Regions from separate parts of the Anser cygnoides genome. Here region 2 is linked to region 1. Evidence: chromatin contacts called from public Hi-C data. All regions are on one chromosome and are shown on one strand. Each heading gives the region's core, a stretch centred on a gene start, on an enhancer-like site or on the middle of the called end of the contact. The rest is flanking DNA. Distances are from core to core; before and after follow the strand shown.

Region 1 (7,149 bases), core at 2,542-5,041:
TAAAATACATTCTGTTTATGATAGTTCAAAATTGACTGCAGTATTGCTGAACTTGGACCTCTTGGGTTGCTGCTTCTTTCAGATTCTTTAAAATTGTCCTGGAAACAATTAAACGGAAGAATGCGAAGATGGCATCTTTTACTGAAGTCAGTACACGGAAAGCAACTCGGAAGGATTTAGATGGTGATGGAGACAAGGTACAGAAAAACATTACCTGAAATGTGCCTCCCTTTCCTTACCCATTTTTGAGAACTGGAATTTGACATCGCTTGTTTTGATGTGAATACTTATTGTGTGAATACTAAATTACTTCTTAATCAGTTTCTTTATGTATAAATTCTCTTTGTATCCTTATCAAATTAACAAGGAAATAGTCGTTTCATATAATCCTAATTTACTTACACATTCTCAGCATGTGATAATACTTGTTTTAGTTGCACTGAGATAAAAACTTAGCACTCTCTGCCATCAGAACAAGATCCTTTCACAGCACTGCCTGTCAAAACCTTTGGGGGAAGGTCCTTTATTCGTTGAAAAGCTTTTGCATGTTCCTTCTGCCACCCTTTTCCCAATATGGACTGTCATATAAGCAGAGCAATAGCTTATATATTTTGTAGAAATTCTGGTTTAACATGACAGCTATCACTAATACGAGGTTTTTTGTTTGTTTTTTACAGTAGTGTTATTTTAGAAATTAGTTTGTTCTTAAAGGTAGAACAGGGGATGTCTGCCATAAAGATGGACAGGGGATTTTTAAATTACGAATGTTTGCCTAAAGCCTTTGGATACAGTTCATGCTTTACCGCAGAGTCAGCCTGATTGTCTCATCTGTTATGGATTTCTAGGCACAAAATAGTCAGGAAGCTCCCGAAGAGGAAGAGAAGATTGTTGATGCAGAAGCTGATGAAGGGGATGGTGATGCTACAGAAGCAAAACGGAGGAAGAACCAGGAAGAAGAGGTAATGATTTCATAGGTGCTCAGTACTGCACTTGAATTCTGTTTCCACTGTTTTGGTCTGAGTTTGAGAAGGATAATGTCTATAGAAGCTAAACGCCAGCAAGAAAGCCAATAATAATAAAGTAAAAGGCTTAGGGAAGTCATTGGTTTGTGCTGATCAGTTTTAATTTGGATGGGGGGAGAAATCTGTAGCAGGAAATGTGGGCTGAGACTTCTGGTGATGTGCTTATTATGGTTGGGCCTGGTCCCTGTAGTTCTTTAAGAACTCTTATTTTACTAATTACTCTTTTAAGAGCAGTAAAGAACTGTGCAAGTTAGAGATGGAAGAGATCTTTCAGATTTTATTCAAAGCCCCCTTCTTCAGCTATTGGATAGATGCGTCAGGTTGTCTGTGCTGTAGTTCAACTTAACCTTATGTCTTGCTATTTTCACGTCATTAGTTGTGTTTAAAACTACAGTGTAGTTGTTATAAATATTCTGGCTGTGAGTGTTCATTCCATGCTTACTACTTCATAATTATTGTACAAAGAATGGTCAGCTGCAGTTTCAGCAAGAGTAAAATCCTGAGGGACTCCAATCATCAAAGCTAGATTATGGGAAGAGCCTTTTGGGGCTTAAAAAAATAAATAATAATAATAATTCTGCCACAGTGGCAATAAGCTATAGCATCCACGATTGCATCGAGAAATAACAGCAAGAGAAATAGAGACTGAACTGAATCCTGCTGTATTCTCTTTGTAACAGGATGACATTTTCATTGTGTCATAGGCAAGGTACTTGCAACTCATCTGTCAAGAATATTCATGAATAAAACTGCTTCATAGTGTGTTTGTTTCTGCATGTGCTCTGGCCTACGTAATTACATCATTGTTTCTTTTAGGTTGATTATGAGAGTGAGGAAGAGAATGCGGAAGAAAACGTTGCTGAGAATCCAGAAGATGAAGAGGTTGAATCAGACAAAGAAGAGAGGGCTCAAGGTGCTGAGGAAGGAGATCAGAACGGAGCAGATGGTGATGATCCTCAACATCTTTCCTTTACGTCTCAGACTAAAAAAGAGAGAAATCTATTACTCAAGTCAGCGGAGATGCGAATAAATGCTGTTCTGAACAGTCACCCGTCAATTCAGGATTACACGTTTGACACTGAAAACGAACTTTGGTGTGAGGTAAGCTGGTGGTGCCTGGAAGCAGCTGTGTGTGGTTGCACAACAGTTGCACGTAGCCCTTGTAACAGGGCTCTCTTCAGTGGAGTGCTGCTGTTTTGTCTCATCAGCAGTCCCCTATTAGTACAGAGGAGTGGAAGTGCGTGCCTCAGCACAAATGTTCTTCTTGACGCAATTATTTACAGCTGACTTTCAAAACCCCAATGAAACTTTTTTAAAAGACAATTGACATGTTTGTTTATAAATAAATATATTTATGACTATAATTCTAGTCAGACATTTACGTTCCTAAAACACACAATTAGGATAATCCTATTTGTCTGCTTTTTGCCTAAGAAGAAGTAGGTTATTGAGCCTAATGCTCAAGCGTTTTTACAGAAAAACACCACTTTTGTTTTTTTCTCTTTTTAGGTTTCCTTGACACTTCCATTGATGAAGGCGTACTTCGATCTCTCCTCTTTGCTTCTCTCTCTGACACGAAACACGGTCATCCATGAAGTGAAGGGGATCACCCGGTGCTTGTTGAATGAAAGTACCAATAAGCAAGGAGAGAAGGAACTCATTCTGCATACTGAAGGGATAAATCTTGCAGAGCTGTTCAGATACTCTGATGTACGTAGTCTATTTATAATCCTGAACTGGAGTGATCTTCTGTGCTCTACGGAGAGGGGGTGGATGATAGGTGTTAGCAGGGTTGACGTGTAGCCTTTTCAGCTCTTAGGCTTCCTTCCTTCTCCTTTTTTCCCCCAGCTGCGTTCAGAGTTCAGTGAAGCCTTTTCTCAAGGGTAAATTGCAAATTGTTTTTTTGTGCAGCAGCCCAGTATCTAATGACAGATAATTCCACACTATGCTTGTAACTGTCTCTATAAATGTTACTTGAGGGAATTCTTCCATCTAAATGAATTGCAGTACTTGGAGATGAATAGTTCTGTTATGCCATCTAGCCCATAACTCTACAAATAGAGGATTGTTTTATGCTACATATTTTCTACTGCTTTTGTTAAGAGTTCTGGTTGGTTGAGACAGACTGGGCATTACATTTCTTGGAAGACTTCAACATGTCCTTCTGCTGCTAGGAATGGTTAGTTGGTTTGTTTGTTTTCTAAACTCAGGTCAGTTATTTCTGTGCTGAATTTTGATTCCGACCTGTGTATAAACCACAATGATCACTTGCCTAAACATAAATCTCCAGTGTCATTTTTGTCTGTATTTGGCTCTGAGCTACTGTCTTGTTTTTGTGCAACTTTTGGTGGTGTTTAAGCTAATGAAAGGTGGAGGGAAAAAAACTACGTTAGCTTGCTTAGCTTAGCTTAAGCTACTTGGAAAAAATAGAGTAGTTACTGTGCTAGTTTATATCTGTGTTTTGTTTTTTTTGTCTTTCAGATTTTGGACCTGAACAGGCTTTATTCCAATGATATTCATGCCATGGCTAAGCATTACGGTATTGAGTCTGCCCTGAGGGTCCTTATAAAGGAAATAAAAGATGTGTTTGCTGTATATGGTAGGTTTTGTTTGCATCTTTGAAGATGGCCTTTATTATAATTGCCACATTGCTCACAGTTATGTCTCTTCATTTTTTCATCATTCTGATGATTATAGTGCCTTCTGTGAAGAATTCATTATTCAAGTTCTGTTTAATCTGTAGAAAATGCCCTAGACAAGGTTTTTTTTCCATGCATCACAGATTTTTTTCTATTCCATTACTGTGCAAGCTGGAAAGTCCAGAGGAATTAATTATTAACATCTGAGGAACCTTAACTATGTTAGACCAGTGCATAGTGGCCCTGAGAATAGGATTAATCTTGTCTCATTCTAGCTTTTTTAACGATAAGAGTCTAGGGTCCTTTTATAGTTAAATGTATGTAATTCCTAAAATGATAGAAGCTGCATTGATACTGCATTGTCTGAGGGTTTGTCCCTCTGCACTACTGAGAGTCCCAGTTCAGGGAGGATGCCTGGCTTGTTAGGCTGCTAAAGCTTGGCGTGTTGCATTTGCCTTAAGTGAGCTAAGTCACGCTATGAATTAAACTCTTGAAAAGAGGGAAGATTAATGCAGTGGGAGTTTTAGCAACCAGTCTCATCCAACAAATTTTTCGGCTGGCAGCCCAGAATGGTCCAACCTTCAAGTTGTTCAAGAACTGGTAGGTAAATGTTGACAGAACTGTTAATGATCTCCCATCGCACTTGCCACCGCAGTGTTACTTAAAAATAAGTACTGTTTCTTTTTAGACTGAATGTTTTTGTTTGTTTGTCTGTTTTTTTTGTGGATGCCTAACGTCGTAAACAGAAAATACCAGAACCTTGCTGCTTCCAGTGCCTAGCTAATACAGGCCATGAGTGAGAAGATAAAAGCTCTGTCCTGTCACAACTGGCTGGATGCATGTAAACAAAAATGACGTAGATCTTACTGATTTTATGTAGAGTGAAACGCTGCCTTGTTGCAGCATTCTTGACATCTTAGTTGCCTTGCAGAAGTACTGTTTTATATTAAAATGAGGAGTGCCCAGCTTGGATAATTGAGGGGAGCAGCCACACCAGCTACATACAAAGATTTGCAGTCGCCATAAGGATGTTAAAAGAGATGTTCTCCATGTTGATTAGATCCAGGGGATTAATTTAGATCAGATTTCTTTTTTAGACAGGAATACCTTAGCACTTGAGTGCTCTGATGATTGCTCTTTCCTGTGTTCTTAGGCATTGTGGTAGACCCTCGGCACCTTTCACTTGTGGCAGATTACATGTGTTTTGAAGGAGTTTATAAACCACTGAATCGCTTTGGAATCCAGTCCAGCTCCTCCCCTCTGCAACAGATGACGTTTGAAACCAGTTACAAATTCTTGAAGGAAGCAACCATGATGGGTAAGTGGTTTAGTTTGAACTATATCGCTGCAGAATTTCACATATGCTTTGTTTTCATCATAAATTTCCACTATTTCAAGTACTGCATAATTGTGTTAGAAAAAAGGCCAGAGGCTAACATTTTAATTAAGTCCTTGCCTAGGAAAATGTTCCAGACATTTTTAATAAAATTCTGTCAGCTTAAATGAAGTCAGCTCCCACATGTAATTTGTGGGGTCTGTGATTCCTGTCTTTAAGAATTAGATAGGCTTTTTTATAACAAACCTTAAAACTGTTACGGTTTGTTATAGCAAAGCCTTATAACAGACTATTAAATCTGCCTTTTTCTGTCTCTGCTTAGACCATTAAAGTTGTCATCTCTGCTTGGTTTTCCTGTCTCTGTTATTACTCCCACGTTTTCATCTCTTCTGCTTTAAAATTGCTGTTTTATTGTGAGAACAGTCTTCCTGGTTCTTAATTTGATTCTGGATTTCTTCTGCTTTGTAGAACTTTACTGTCTTTGGGGTCTCCCCCCAACCACAGACAAAGGGTCACATTCATTTGGCTAATGGTAGGATTCCGGTGCCATTTTGGATAACCGAGAGTACGGTAGCCTTTTCTGGCCCCTATTTGCTATTCTGGAAGTTGTGCAAATCTCTTGGGTTCTCTGCCTTGTCCAACAGACGACATATCTGCATGGATCCTTTAGGGCATTTAAATGGCACTAGCCATCTGTATTTTGGGGTCCTGTCCAAAGAAGTTATGTTTTAAGTGTCACTGAACAGTTTGATCTTATTTTTTGGATACTAACTACACGTCCTTTTTGCTCTTGTTTTTTGTCACTTGCCTGTTGGATGCTCCTTCTTGGATGCTCCTGTGTCACCATTTTGTTACCTAATACAAATGGGAAAAGCTGTCAACACGGTCTCTTCAGCTAGTGTCTTAAGCTGCCTGGCACAGATGTCAGGGAGGGAAACTTTGTCACTTAATTCCTTTCTCTTAATGCTGTTTTGCACCTTGTCTGGGAAGGTAACTTGGGTTTTACTGAATAGTATTGGTTACAAGTGACTTAGAAATCATCTGAAAATCAGAAAGGAAAGGCGTAAATTTGGAGAGAAATGGAGCAGAAGAGGAAGATTCTTGCACAGTCGCTTTCTCAGGATATACATCGTAGCACATGTTGACTTAGAAATAAGATAAAGTTTTTGTCAGGTGAAACATGATTACATTTACGGATAATATTACAAATAAAGACACAAAGTGCATGCTAACAGAAGGGCATGGTGAATTTGCAGGAAAGCCGCACTGGTTGCAAGTGCAGGGATTTATTGATTTCCCCAAGATGGAAACCAAGTCATAATGTGGATTACAGCAGTCTGGATCTAATTTGCTTTAATGCAGCTGATATCTCGAGTGTACATTTAAATAGATACTGTGCCTACTTACGGCCTGAATCAGTAAGACAGAAATAGGAAGGGCTGCGACCACGGGGCACTGCTAACAGAGCAGGAAGTGCCGCGAGAGCTCAGGTGTGACCCAGCAGATTGCTGATCAGGATTTGGTGCAAGAGCACATCTGCATCGGAAGCGAGATCCTTCTGGCTGTTTGCTCAGAGAATAACTCTTTGTGAACGTCACGTGAGCGAACAGGACAGTTACGCCTTTGACCTAACAAAGAACCTTTTTTTTTTTTTCCCCTTTTCTCAGTTGGCACACATTTAGGAGCAGCGGTTTACTTGTACAGCTGTAGCTGAGATCCAAGCAGCAAGCACACACCATACGCTGCTGTGGCCCAGCACCTTCCCCTGCATCCTCTGTATAATAAAAAGTTAGTTCATAGTAGAATAAAGATGACCCCAAGAGTTTAACAGTTGTTTTTTTTAACCAATTTTCCAACATACTTTACTAAAAAAATCGCAGCTTGCTGATATTTAGGATGAATGCAAACCAGCCTGGTTGCTTATAAATAAATAAATAAATAATAATAATAAAAAAAAACAACAGTGAAAGCAAAATGCAGCAAGCATTGACCAGCCGTGTCATCTGGAGAGCTTCCAAATTTCTGTGACAGTATTTCGCTACAATGAGTAACCACAAAATCAAAGGAATTCAGGGAATGTCTCTCCAGTGAAAAGTTCTCTTCGTATCTTGTCAGAAGGGTTTAAAATCCATATCAAAAGGATTCACTCTAA
Region 2 (7,149 bases), core at 3,066-5,565, 40 kb after region 1:
TTTTCTCTACCAAAGCTATACTGACTTCCCCTAATGTGTCCTCTTCATGTGTTCACTAAGTTTCTTCCGTTCTTCAGCATAATTTTTACTTATTTGTCTAGTAAGGATGTCAGGCTTCTGGTTCAACAGTTTCCAAAATCCTCACTGAAATCCCTTCAATAACCTGATGTCCCATGAGCAACCTTTCAGTGCCCTGTGATGCCGAGGTAGTTTTAAGTGAGAAGTTAGAGATAGAAGTTAGTACCTGCTCTTCCTCATCTCTGAGCTGCTTGAAAACTCCTGGCTGAACGCCACCTGGCCTCAGCAGTCTGCTACTGTTCAGTTTTCAAACATTCCACCCTCTTTTCTAGTTACACTTCACCTTGAGACACGTCTTCCAATCACTCCCCTTAAAGAAGCTTCCCAGTATTGGAATTTGCCCCAGTTCACCCATGCCATTCGTAAACGCAAAAATCCATTTAGTATTTATTCTGTGGCTGTATCTTTGCCACGTGATCCTTCTGCATCTTTGCTATCTATTAGCCTTACAGACTGGTCAAACTCTCTGGCAGGCTTCCTGATTTTTGATTTGCTCAGAGAAAGATTTATTATTATTATTATCTTTTCTATCTTTTCTGAGTTGCTCCCAAATCTTCTTTTCTGACTTATCATGTTTTGGGATTGAACCCATCAGAGCTTATAGTCCTTTCTTTTCCTACTTTGGATACAACTTCTACTTGTTGAAGGAAGACATCTTCATCCTGTAATGTTCCTCACCACGCTTTCAGTTGTACAGTCTGCCTTGTAGAAATGCTCTGTTCTGGTGCAGTTCTTCTTCCTCCAGAACAGCGTCTTTAAACAGTCTCCATGCCACCCTTAAATATTTAAATATTTTAGATATTCCTTTTAGTCTCCTTTTATTGAAAAGTCTTTTTTAAAAAAATATTACTCCTCTTTTCTGAAAAGAAAGCAGAGTAGTACTGATTTTCTTTTTCCCCGTGCTACAAGGGTTTTGAATCTAAGGACATTATGGTTGCTGTTACAGTGTGATTCTTTGTCAAGAGCATTATTATGGTAATAATATTATGGTATCTTCCCACTGAGATTAATAACGTCTTGGCTCCTGCCTCTGTTTGGAAGAAGACTGACAGGCCATAGTTTTACATGCTGTCCACGGGATATAGGCGTACTGCATAATTTTTCTGGTAATTGGTCCTCTATTAGCATAGCTAAGGTGTGTGGGCTTCTATGGTTGATTCCTCTCTCCATGCCTCTCTCCTTAACCATTTCTGGAATATATTTCAACTTCTTTGTGCTGGTGTTAAGCATCTTCCATCAACAGTATCAGACAACATCATCTTCCAGGCATGAGTGTCATATAGGACGTGAAGATAATAAATATCTATGTGATTTTGCTTTTGTCTTCCATGTAAATTGGACAGATTCCAGCTATACAGATGACTAATGTCATTAGATGCACTGTTCTAGCTATACAATTTATGTGTAACAACAGGAGAAACGTCACCTTTTTAAATTACTGTGGAAAATGCAGCCTGCTTTTATAGCAAAAAGCACCTAGTTACAGAAGCCCTCTGTTGAGAAAATGCTTTTCCTGTGAAATACAGCATGGCTGTCTAAGCATTTCTTCTCTAGTACAACAGCAGTGCCACTATTCTGTAATTCAATCATCAATCAGAATAAACATTAAAGCATAACACAGCTTAATAAAACCATTAGACTGTGCCACAGAAATAATTACAAAGGCTGGTAATAAGAGAGAGCCATTTACTTAAATGGAGCATCATTTACCTTACCCCACCCAATCCCAGTAAGACAGCTAGGACGTGGTAGACAGCAGAATCCATGATTCAGACTCTTTCCTAGAGGGCAAAATTGACCATTAAACCTGAAAACAGGTCTTGGTGTGGATCTAATTATGCCCAGAGCTGAGATCTTTGATTCACCATTAAAAACCAAAAGGTTTCCAAGGTCCTAGTTACACTACAGGAAATTTTACAGAAATTGTTAGGCAGAAACTCACCCAGCAGGCAGTTAAAATAGCAATCCAGGTGGAGTAAGAAGGCAATTAAACAAACAAACAAACAAATGACAAACACAAAACTTGGAAAATAACACAAGAGCACAAACCTAAAACCAGACCCAAATAAATAATTTTCTTTGAGCAGATGATGCGTATGTCAAAGGGATGGTGCTCTCAGGGTTGTTTAAATAAAGATATTGAGGACAAACAAATTGTGAGGCTTTCAGAAGTGCTCTGGTGCCTAACTCCCATTGATTCAGCAAAGAATTGACCAGATGCACTTAAAACTCCCTTTCCATGCCTACCTATATGTTTAAGCATCTAAATGTCTCTGAGCATCGCTATGTCTGTAACCACAGATCTCAGAGATCATGGGAATAGTCCTATTATAATGTCTGATGAGATTCTGCCCATCTCTCCCCCGTCTACTCTCCCAGCATGGCCCCACAGTTTGAGCTACGTGCACACCGCCGATCCACTGAGATCACTCCTGCAGTTTTCTGAGAAAGGAAGAACATAATGCATCTTTGTTGCGGCTGCTCTTCTTCGAAGCTGCTTGCAAAGCCTGGTTGTTTCCCGGCCGAAGCCTGATGTGACGGGCCCTGTGACACCCTGGGGCATGCCTGGCTGCACAGTCGGGGTCTTTATTTGCATCTTCTGGCTTCATCTGTAAGTCTGAAGCAATGAATGGTTCCTTGCAGTCACAGAGGAGCAGAGATAAAAGCTGATCCCAACGAATCTTCTGTGTTTGGTTATGGCAACGGCTGAAAAAATGGAGAAGGATTTTTTTTTTTGTGTGTGTGTGAAACATATATTTTCCTAGAATTGTACACGCAGTGATCAAGAATCTGTCCTGACTATAAATCTAACACCAACAGCCAACAGAACACAAAAGCGATGTAGTATCTGTTGTAGAGATCAAGCGACACAGTTCAGCAAGAGCTGTAAAGGAGAAGCCAACATACAGTGAAAAAGTGCTTCTGCATTTACGTTAAGCTTACAGTTTCAAAGAATTTTAGTCTTCCTGCTTTGGGACACCGCTAATCCCATACACCCCAGAGGAAACACCACATGAGTGCAATTTCCCCCCTCCGGTTGCCTGTCGCCGATCTCCACCCACCCGATACCCCCGTCCCTCCTCTGATCCCTCCAATAACCCTCGGCCGATGCAGGATGCCACCCCGCTCTCCCGACACCCCCTCCACGGCTCCATTTTGCGTGCGGGACTGCTCCAGGAGCCTTCCGAAGAATGTTTTGGAAAGGGGAGGTCACCCCCATGGACAGACGTTCCCCCTTTGCCTGAGGGCCGGCACATCGGCCCGCTGGGCGCCCTACGCCACAACACTGCTGCTCGGAGACCAGTGGCTGCCCCAGCCACGATCGTTGTTCCTGTTTTGCAGTAATCCTCGAGATTTGGGGATAATTTTTAAAAATTTTTTTTAGACACCACAGCGATAAGCACGCTATCAAAAAGAGAAGCTCCTAGCTAGCACGATCTGTAATGGTTTAACCTGTTTCCTTGCTTAATCAGCTCTTGCCCACAGCTGGTGCACAGCCTATTTAGCTTCGCTCCAGTGTTTTGTTTTATTTTTTTTTCCCCAGATCATTTCTTTTCCTTTTTTTTTTTTTTTTCCTTGTGGCTCACGGTGTTACTGATAGTGCCATGGTAACGTCAGATGGGGCTGCAGGGTGGCTTCTCCTCTCTTGTAGGTTAAGCACCCGCTGGATGCCTGCAGTGTACCACTGAATCAGGTGCATTTTTACGCTGCCTGTGGCAGGGTTTATGCGACTCTTGTTGAAAATAAAAGGTCCCTAGCAACTGCAGGGGGAGGGCTGAAAACCTTCACGCACCCGAGGCGTGGGGATTACGGAGCCAAACAAAAGCAATTAAAATTTCATGATTTCGGTGAGCAGATCTCTCAATTCCCCTCGGCTTCCCAACAGAAGAAGGCTGAAAACGTTGCGTAGAAAAGCGAGAAACAAAGGGGGAGAGAGAGCGGGGAGCCAGCCCCGGGCGCTGCTGTCCTCTGCCGGCACGACGTGCCCCCGCACTTGGCCGTGAGGGCGAAAAAAAAAACCCACACAAACCACCCACCCACGCGCGCGTTTTTATCATTTTATTATTTCCTAAAAGAGGAGAAACAGGCGTTAAGGGGAAGAAAGAAGCCCTAAAACGGGGAGCAGACCCAACCCAAACGTCGCCCCCCTCAGGGGGCGGCGGAGCGCTCCCCCGTCAGGGGCGGAGAGCTCCCCTCAGGGCCGCAGAGCGCAGGCCCCGCCGCCGGCCGCCTCCGCCCGCCCCTCGGCCGCGGTGCGGGGCCCATTGGCTGCGCTCCGCCACGTGCCGCCGCCGCCGCCGCCGCTGCCCCCGGCGGGGCCGTTACCTGCGGCGGGGCCGCGCCGCCCGCCCCGATGCGGAGGCAGGGCGCCCGGGCCGAGCCCAGCGCAGGTGGGTAGGGGCGGCGAGGCGGGTATGGGGGAGCGGGGAGGCGGGAGGGGGCTTTGATGGGGGGGAAATAGAGGCGGTTTCAGGGGTTTGGGGCGCTGCGTGGCTCGGAGGGGGGTTTATTGCCTCAGAGAGGGGGTCTTTTACCTCAGAAGGGGGCTTTTTCTCTCAGAGGGGGGGCTTATTCCCTCAAAGAGCGGGTTTATTCCCTCAGGGAGGGGTTTATTCCCTCAGACGGGGGTCTTTTTCCCTCAGAGAAGGGCTTTTTCCCTCAGAAGGGGGGGCTTTTTCCCTCAGAGAGGGGGGCGTTTTCCCTCAGAGGGCTGCTTTCCCCTCACAGGCGCTGCCCTCCTCCCCCGCGGTGCCCGCCGAGGCGTGAAGGCTCCGATCTCTCTGTGGTGTTGTTTTTTTTTTTTTTAAATTTAAATTTTTATTTTTTATTATTATTTTTGAGGGTGGGGTCGCTTCCACCACGCCAGGTGCGGGGCCCTGCCGGGGGGGTCAGGGCTGGGCGAGGAGAGGCCTCGCAGCGCCGGGGGAGCGCCGTGCCGCCGCCCCCTTCCCTCCCTCCTGCCCCCTTCCCTCCCCGTCCCTGCCCCTATTTCAGCCCCTTCCCTGCCCCTGTCTCATCCCCTTCCCTGCCCCCTATTTAAAGCTGGCCCCGCGGCAGCCCTGGCTTCGGAGAGCTGGCCCCCGGGGAAGGCGCGGAGATGCAGGTATTCCCCAGCTTTACACCATCTCGGGCCTCTTCCCAGCGCCAGGAATGCGGCTGGGGCTGTTTGGAGTCATTCTGCCGAAATAAAGCGTATAGGCTTCTGCTTGCCTGTGGCTTGCGATGGTGTTTTTGCGGGTGATTTTCATTTTTTTCCTCCGCGCTGGAGCGATCGGGAGGCAAACCAGCAATTATTTCTGGTGTCGCTGCCAAAACCTTCCTGTCTTCTTCAGCGCTGCTCAGGGAGAGGAGTTCTCGTGCTGAGTTGGTTTGTTTCTTTCTATTTTGGTAGATAAGATCGAAATACAAGGGTGATGGAGGAGAGTTGATTATTGTACGTCTTTCTTTAGTTATGGAAATTAATGGGAAATGTTCATAAAATCGGTGGGGGTAAATGGCTTTCCCACGGCTGGCTTTGCCGTAACTCGGAGATTAAGGGAAAATACAGATGCGTATTTCTTTTTGTCCTGAAGACAGCTTTTTGAGGTAAATGCTCTTGTGTGGATATATGTTTATGTGTCTAAAGTGGATGTGGATTTTTAAACCCAGCTTACGGTGGGGCCGTTCAGACGCAGCGCCTGGCTTAGACGTGCGCGCCGGTTCCCCGCAGACCGTGCGTTACTCCGTTTTGCTGCAGCAAGGTTGCTATCTCCCTCCTAGCTCAAGCGCCAGGAAGCCTTGAGCTGTCTGCCGACCCCTCTGCTGAGGCAGCAAAATCAGGGAATTTGACTGAAAGGTCAAAATGCAGCTGAGGAGTTAGAGCGTGTGTGAATGGTTTGGTGCTTTGGCCGCTTCCTTTGGGCTGGTGAGGAACAGGCTCACCTGGGCTGTGGTTTCCTGGAGCTGCTGGGGACGTAACCTCTGTCCTTCTGTGGAGCGCGATTAAGTCAGCCAAATGGTTGACAGACAGGGGCAGGATGTAGGAAAAGAGAGCGTGGTAGCAGCAACTTCCTTTCAGCGAGGAAAACGGGAAAATGTTTAATTTTGTTTGTTTTACGGGTATCTGGAGATGAGAGATGTGGAAAGGGCTGTTACATGCTAAGATTGCTGCAGAGCTCTGGTATTTGATGTGAAGGTTGTTTTGCTTGAGGAAGAAATCCTGGAAAACTTAAGAAGGTCTTGAGCTTTGATCAAGGCGAAGTTATTGAACAAGACTCAACCAATACTTGAAATTTGTCGTAGAGTGATTTTCACATTACAGGCGAGTCTGGACAAAACTTGATCAAACACAGCAGCTTAAAGCACCTGCAGCGGGTGCATCCGATGCCTTGAAACCGCACAGCGCTGATTCAGATGAAGGGCCTGATGACAGAGATGTCTCCCCTGCTGCAGGCAACTCTCTCGTGAGGTCGTTCATGAATTATTAAGGACTTTCTTAAAACGTCTCATAGGCTCTTGCCTTCCAATAGGACTAAGGGAAGATTATTCCTCTGCTGCCCAGGAGTCCTATGCTCCTAGTCCGTATATATTTATGACCAGTTTTTCCTGCGTGCTGATATTCTCCTGGTGTTTGATTTGTTTTCCTCTTTGGTGTTTACGTGCTTGGTGTATCTAAAGACGAACTCATAACCTGTTGTGTGAAGCTAAAAAAGTTGAGCCCTCGGTTCTCCTTGGGAGCAGCTCATCATTCCCTGCTCGCTCTGCAACCTGTTAAGTCCTGAAGGTTTGACTTCAGAAGTTAGCCACTAAAATTGATTCTAGCAACTTTTTTTTCTATATTGCAATTAATTTTAAGCCTTTTCTTCACGGGACACGTCTGGCATGGACTCTTCTGCTTGTATAGCCTCAAGTGTGAGTTTTGCCATGATCTCTTAGGGTGTTAGATGATACTGTGGTAAAAATGCTGCTGTACCATTAACATTGCTCCATAATTACTAGTTGTTCGGTGCTATTCTGCTGCATAATTCAGATGTAATATGAAACATCTTGGCCGTGGAAGTCTGCTGGCATGTTTCCTTAGCCCAGTAAAGA

Evidence for each region. Hi-C and Micro-C count contacts between places; a contact is called where the count stands out from the background.
Region 2: a contact with region 1 is called in a Hi-C map of liver, with 3 times the contacts expected there. The contact joins the promoter of ST3GAL5 here to the enhancer-like site in region 1. A contact is called at or near these places in 2 of 7 Hi-C or Micro-C datasets (both in liver).

What each region holds. Positions count from the first base shown.
Region 1 is chr4:6,343,065-6,350,213 of Taihu_goose_T2T_genome, forward strand. POLR1A (RNA polymerase I subunit A) reads left to right here. Exons shown (of 34, transcript XM_048047789.2): 28 at 83-197; 29 at 846-959; 30 at 1,839-2,123; 31 at 2,532-2,732; 32 at 3,504-3,621; 33 at 4,815-4,979. Among named protein-coding and RNA genes, the nearest start is that of POLR1A, 29 kb to the left of the region's middle. Within about 2 kb of position 3,792, at least 2 of the 3 cell types and tissues checked have open chromatin away from gene starts, as enhancers often do. A contact at or near this core is called in liver, where this site is marked.
Region 2 is chr4:6,382,390-6,389,538 of Taihu_goose_T2T_genome, forward strand. ST3GAL5 (ST3 beta-galactoside alpha-2,3-sialyltransferase 5) reads left to right here and starts at 4,316. Exons shown (of 7, transcript XM_066995575.1): 1 at 4,316-4,469.